Regions from separate parts of the Rattus norvegicus genome. Here region 1 is linked to region 2. Evidence: chromatin contacts called from public Hi-C data. All regions are on one chromosome and are shown on one strand. The core of a region is the stretch at or near the end of the contact, and the rest is flanking DNA. Distances in the headings are between cores, read along the strand shown. Region 1 overlaps Ttll5 (tubulin tyrosine ligase like 5). Region 2 overlaps Ttll5 (tubulin tyrosine ligase like 5).

Region 1 (2,760 bases), core at 100-2,599, 57 kb before region 2:
ATTACAGTCTTGAGGTTTCAGAGACATTTCTGGTAAGTTCTGAAGGGTATAGCTGGAGCATAACACTCAGAGCAACATTAGTGAAGCGAGGACAGTTTCACCAGGCCAAGTCCAGCAATTCCCTAACTGCATGGTCTACCCCGGGGCAGAGGGTGGGGGGAGGAGGATGGACTAAACCTTGTTTTGTTGTCAATTAACAGCTGTGTGCTGATTAAAAACTTATAACAAGTAAAACCTTTTAACAATTGTGCTCTCAACATCACCAAATTATCAATGTCACTGAAGCCTTTCCAAAATATTTTTGTTCCCTTTCCACCTCAGTATCTCAAAGCTCTACGTCTGTCCTGATAGTCAGTCTCCTTTGAGACAACTGGGTCTTCCAGCATCTCCTTTCCTATACACCCTGCCACACTTACCTGTGAACTCTGGCTGTGGCTTTAATGTTTTTGATTTGCTCCAAGAGACTCCATATGTTTAAAACAAAAGCCTCTCTCAACAGCAGAGAGTTCTTACTGCCACAGCGCCACCTTCTGGGAGGCCAGTACAGTACAGAAGCTAACTAGGCATAGCTCAGCTTTGACCCAGGTTTGAAGTAGTCATCCTTCCCTGTGTTTTATAAAGTCCCTACTTGACTGCCTTTTTTCTTTGTTGGTGCTAGGGATCTGACACAGGACTTTGTGTGTGCCAAGCATGTGTTGTACCACTGAGCTATGTCCAAGACCCTGTACTGCATTGCTTTTCTTCGCAGCTACTAAGTCCCTTGCTGCCACACAAAGTCAGAAAGTGATAAGGACAAAACCACGCTCTTATTCTTACTATTACCTTAAATTGTCCCTGACTTCACCGACTTTGATTTTCTCTGTCCTATAACTGTAGCAAGGGCTCCAGACTGTGTGGGTAAGGGTTTGGATCTTGCGAAAATAACCTGGGGAGCTTCCAAAGATCCTGAAAAAATGAAGAAAAAATCCTACTTAACATTGTATTTGATCTTGGCCCAAAGGACAAGAGGTAAACTCCCACACTGGGTTAAGGGGATCATTGTTCTCAGATGTCACCCGGCCTCCTCCTAACACCAACACCACTGTCTCTTTTCTGCTTCTGAGGGGACGAGCACCTCAGGTCTTACCTCCTGGCCCTGCAGAGAGGACTGTTCGGGGAGTTTTAATAATGGGAGTAGAAGGTAAAACCCAAGGCAAGGGGCAAGTGGGAAGGAGAAGAAAAGAACACTGGACACTAGAGCTGCTGCCCAGGAACAATGCTTATTTTATCCTAACTTCTTATGCTCAGGCCCAGCAAGGAGTGCCAGCAACCACAGAGTGTACGATGAAAATAATAATCCGATAACGAAAACAGGTCATTCCAGACCAATAACTCATATGGAAGCTAAAGTGACTTCTAGGCCCTGAGGGCGTAAACCCTGCTGGATTTACTTTATATAAAAGTAAGTCCATTTCTCTCAAGACACAAGGGAGTGGGCGGGCACAGTCATGCTGCTGTCCCCAGGAAAAGAGCAGGGAGCTACTGCACATTTCACCAGGGCTACAGACACAGGCTCAACAGGACATGCTTCTTACTTCCTGCAAATGGTATCAGTCATTGATTTTCAGGATAGCAACACCTCATCTATAACTAAAGACCAATAGAGTAAGGATGTGGGGTATGAAGAAGCTGTATTCCAGAACAGCATGCTTTTCAAAAGGTGAGGACAGAGGGTGTGGCTGCAGTATGGTAGCTGACCTCAGCTTGCCTTCTTGGCTGTTGTAGTTCACCATATGCACTTCAGAGCCCAAGAAGGAGCACCATGGTTATAAAGAAGGCAGCCAATGAGTTTGGCTTCTGGCCAAGGGCCCTCACTCCAGCCTCCTTCTCAGATTTCCAAACCTACTGACTCTTTCCCCTCCTTTCATTGCAAACTTGGATATAAGGCCAGAGGTAGGGAAGTCAAGGAAGATAACAGGCAGCATTTCTTCCGGGCACTGAGGGGGCTGCTATTCACCTAACGTGCAGGTTTGGAAGAATGCAATTAGCCCACCATCAGCAGTAAAGGGCTCAGCTGTTTTACAACTCAGGGAGTGGGGTTAGCCACTATCTTGCTATCTGCAAAGTCACAGAGCTTAAAGTAGGGTTAGCCATTAGCCAGGTAGAAGAGAAGGGTTAAGAGCCAGGAAACAGTCATGAGCTCTATTTATGGATCTGTTAACTGTACGAGACAGAGGCTAACGGTATTTGGAAGACAGCTGAGGAGAGTAATATGGCATTATTATGTTCTCTCTTGGTTGGCCTCCTTCCCTCCCCAACCCCCTTCCTTCTGGGCTTAAGTAGCCCCATCTCCTTCACACAGAGCATCCTTCTGAAACACTAGAACAGCATTTACATCTCACGGCTGCAGAAATCACAAGCTGCATGGCAGTTACTCACTAGCAGCTGTCAGTGCCACGTGTGCCGGGAACTCACACTGTCAGCTTTTACTAGTTCCTTCACTTCATCTCTTTAGCATCAAGAATACCAGAAAAGTCACAGGCAACAAATCCAAGAAAAGGCAGAGCTGGAGGCAGTGGGTGACACAAGCCCTGAGTGTGCTGGGTGAGCAAGGCCGTTACCTAAGGTGGAAGCTGGGAAATGGCCAATGGAGAAGATAACTGCTTGATCTGTGGTTTATGCCGATACCAAATACAGGAGAACTTTGACAAGAGCTTCTAAATAAGTCATCAAGGGCCACCAGGCTGCTGCAATCCTGACCCCCTTGGTCCTTCACAGTTC
Region 2 (2,788 bases), core at 78-2,577:
TGCAGCAGGATACCAGGCTCTTTGACTGGTTGCTGAAGAGGAGGACAGAGGGGAGGAGTAACAAAGCCTGTTACTGTTATTGCCAGGATCCCCATTCTCAGGTAGAAAGCCAAGTGTGGAGATAAAAGCGCTTACTCGGGAGCTAGGGCACCCCATGCCCACAATAGCTTGTCCTATCACAAGGAGGAATAAACTCAGCTTGTATTCTGTCAACTCTCCTAACTTTAACATCGAGGAACAGACAAATCCCCAGGATATGTGCGTGTGTGCGTGTGTATGAAAAAGCCAGAGATGGATAAAAATAATTCAATGACAAATACTGGAAAAAACACACAAAGGGGCAGAGGCCAGACATTCGTGGGATTCCCTGACAGCTCGACCCACAAGGAAGGGCTGGTCTGGAAAAAACAGGACCTCAGGTTCCTGCCAAGCTGTCTGAGGCCCCGTCCTTCCCAAATCACTCCAAGTAGCAGCCAAGACTTTATAGTAACCCTTTCAGGTCTTGCGGAAGGACTCAACGAGAAAAGCACCCTCAGCCCATCGAGTGCTCCTCACCTAGAACGTCTCCCTGATGACAAGTGGTCCAGCCATGGAAGGTTGGCAGTAGAGAGGAAAGAGACTAGCACACCTGCTCACAGCCTCAAATGATTCCCTCTGTGCCCAGAAAACAGATGATGGGAAACCCAACCTAGCTCACTAGCTGGAGAAAATCCAAAACAGCCAGGTACTAACATCTAGAGAGCAGAGATAAGGCCTGAGGAAAAGGTCATAAACTTGTGGTACCTGCATCCTGGAGTCCTGCTGGGTAATCCCACACTGGCCTTGCTTGAGGCATGCCTCAGGCTTATACACACGTGACTGCATTTGGCCCTAACAAGTCTCTCTTCTGGAGAATGGCCTGCAATTAATCTCACTTATTACCTCTGAAAAGTAACAACAGAAGAGTGGCGGGCCAAGTCCAGCTCCAGAGTGTCTAGGGAACTGCAAGCTGCATGGCCAGGTCTCAGACTGTCTGGGCAAGTTGTGGCTCTTTGCCTTCCTCTCCCACAACAAAGCCTAAGCAGGGACTCCAGACAGACCAAAGGAACCAGGGGATTTGAGGCGCTGGACTGAGCTCACACTGGCCCAATGGGAGACGACAGCCCTGAGGCTACACTTGGAGCCGTTTCCAACATCGAGGGAAGAATAAGGTTGTCTGGTGAAAACTTGTGCGATCCATGAAACGGAGAACAATAGCAACGGGGAAATGAGGAGTAACACTATCTGTGAGTCCTCGTGAGTCACTGGTTATTCATTCCTGTGGCTACCAAGTCTCCAAGTTCTCCGACAAGCTGACAAAAGCACAGCCAGCACTGGGAGTCTGTCTCTACATTTTAGCTTCGCTGGGCAGCCTAGCTCACTGAACTAGCAGACTATCAGCCTGGAATCTGTTGTTGCCATCACAGAAACCAGTGAGAGTACCTTCTATTTACTTAGCCTCCACTTCCAAGGAGATCAAAGGCAACACAAAAGCTCTCAAAACAGACCAGCTTACATGCAAGCATGCTACCCTATAAAAAGACGAAGCAACTAGCTAAGGGTCTCTTGGTGTCAAAAGCAGTATAAAACTCACATCTTTAAGCTACGACTCCCATCTTCCTTAAGCTTAGTTCCTTCTCACTACAAAGGAGGAACAAAAGACTAAGTCAATATCCAAAAATACCCTCTTCACAGGGACTTACCATGTGAAAATGAAAATCAGGATTCAGGACTGAGCAGAATGCCTCTGGCTGGGACCACAGCACAGCCCAAACTAAGACCTCAGAATTCACTCAGCACTGCTCCTGGGTGGCTGCTCCCAGGGCTCCACAGGAACTGGAACCTTCAGGTTGAGGCCCTAGCTGTCCTAGCAACCAGAGGTTACTTGGGAGCCACGGAAGACTTCCCGAGGCTCCTTAGACTGCACTGGAGTCTGGCAGCAGGCTTTATGCTTAAATAGAAGCAGATAGAGCTGTAGACCAGTAAACCAAGATGGAAAGCACAGGGAACTACACAGGGCTGCACTCTGGCTGCAGAGGCACTGAGGCAAACACAATACACCAAGTCACTGCAGGCCTGAGTCTGGCTGGGAGAAGGTCAAAGGAAATTAGGTCTCGGCTCGGACTTTGACATATCCTATCATTTTTTTCCTCTTATTTTCAACAGGTGCTACCAAGAGAAATGTCTTCAGCTATCCAGAACTTTTATTAAAACCACCCCCACCAAATATGTGAAGTGCTACAAACTCCCCCTCAAATGTGTACTCCGACATTTGTTTACAGTAAGAGAGTGCCTGTTGTCATTCACATAGACTAGCAGAGGCTGCAGCACAAATGTGTTCCACAGGACTGCTGGCTCTGCCCTGGTGTGAAAACAGAATACTGCAAACACTTGCAAGGTGAACAAAGCTGTTACGTATAAACAGCTTCCTTTCTATGACTTCTATTTCAGGAATGTGGTTACTCTGTAGATTGTAGATCAGACAACAGACTTTTCCTATGGGGAGGACTTTGTGGAGAGCGCCCAGCCTTAAAGTGCTGCAGCCTTGTTTGTCTGCAACTCTTTTGAGTTGGTTCTTCTGATCCCAACCACAATGACCATGGGAATAAGAGACACCATTCCTGGGCATGATGTAATGTGCTTATGTCACTTCCGGGACATGGTTTCTGTTTCCCAAATTAGCTCCTTAAATACTAATTCTGACACAAACAGCAACTTCAACAGTTAGGTAATTCCTCCCTCCCCAGGTCTTTCATCTTCCTTCTCAAGC

What was found. Hi-C and Micro-C count contacts between places; a contact is called where the count stands out from the background.
Region 1: a contact with region 2 is called in a Hi-C map of the A7r5 cell line, with 2.3 times the contacts expected there. The contact joins two enhancer-like sites. A contact is called at or near these places in 6 of 12 Hi-C or Micro-C datasets (the A7r5 cell line, the Rat2 cell line, Schwann cells and 2 more).

Annotation. Positions count from the first base shown.
Region 1 is chr6:111,399,165-111,401,924 of GRCr8, reverse strand. It overlaps Ttll5 (tubulin tyrosine ligase like 5), which reads right to left. Exons shown (of 34, transcript NM_001427290.1): 33 at 823-945. The coding sequence ends at 824. LOC134479235 (a long non-coding RNA gene) reads left to right here. Exons shown (of 2, transcript XR_010052292.1): 2 at 1-228. Among named protein-coding and RNA genes, the nearest start is that of Tgfb3, 56 kb to the left of the region's middle. Within about 2 kb of position 1,349, at least 11 of the 93 cell types and tissues checked have an H3K27ac peak or open chromatin away from gene starts, as enhancers often do. A contact at or near this core is called in the A7r5 cell line, where this site is marked.
Region 2 is chr6:111,341,705-111,344,492 of GRCr8, reverse strand. All of the region lies in intron 29 of Ttll5 (tubulin tyrosine ligase like 5), which reads right to left. Among named protein-coding and RNA genes, the nearest start is that of Tgfb3, 110 kb to the left of the region's middle. Within about 2 kb of position 1,327, at least 17 of the 93 cell types and tissues checked have an H3K27ac peak or open chromatin away from gene starts, as enhancers often do. A contact at or near this core is called in the A7r5 cell line, where this site is marked.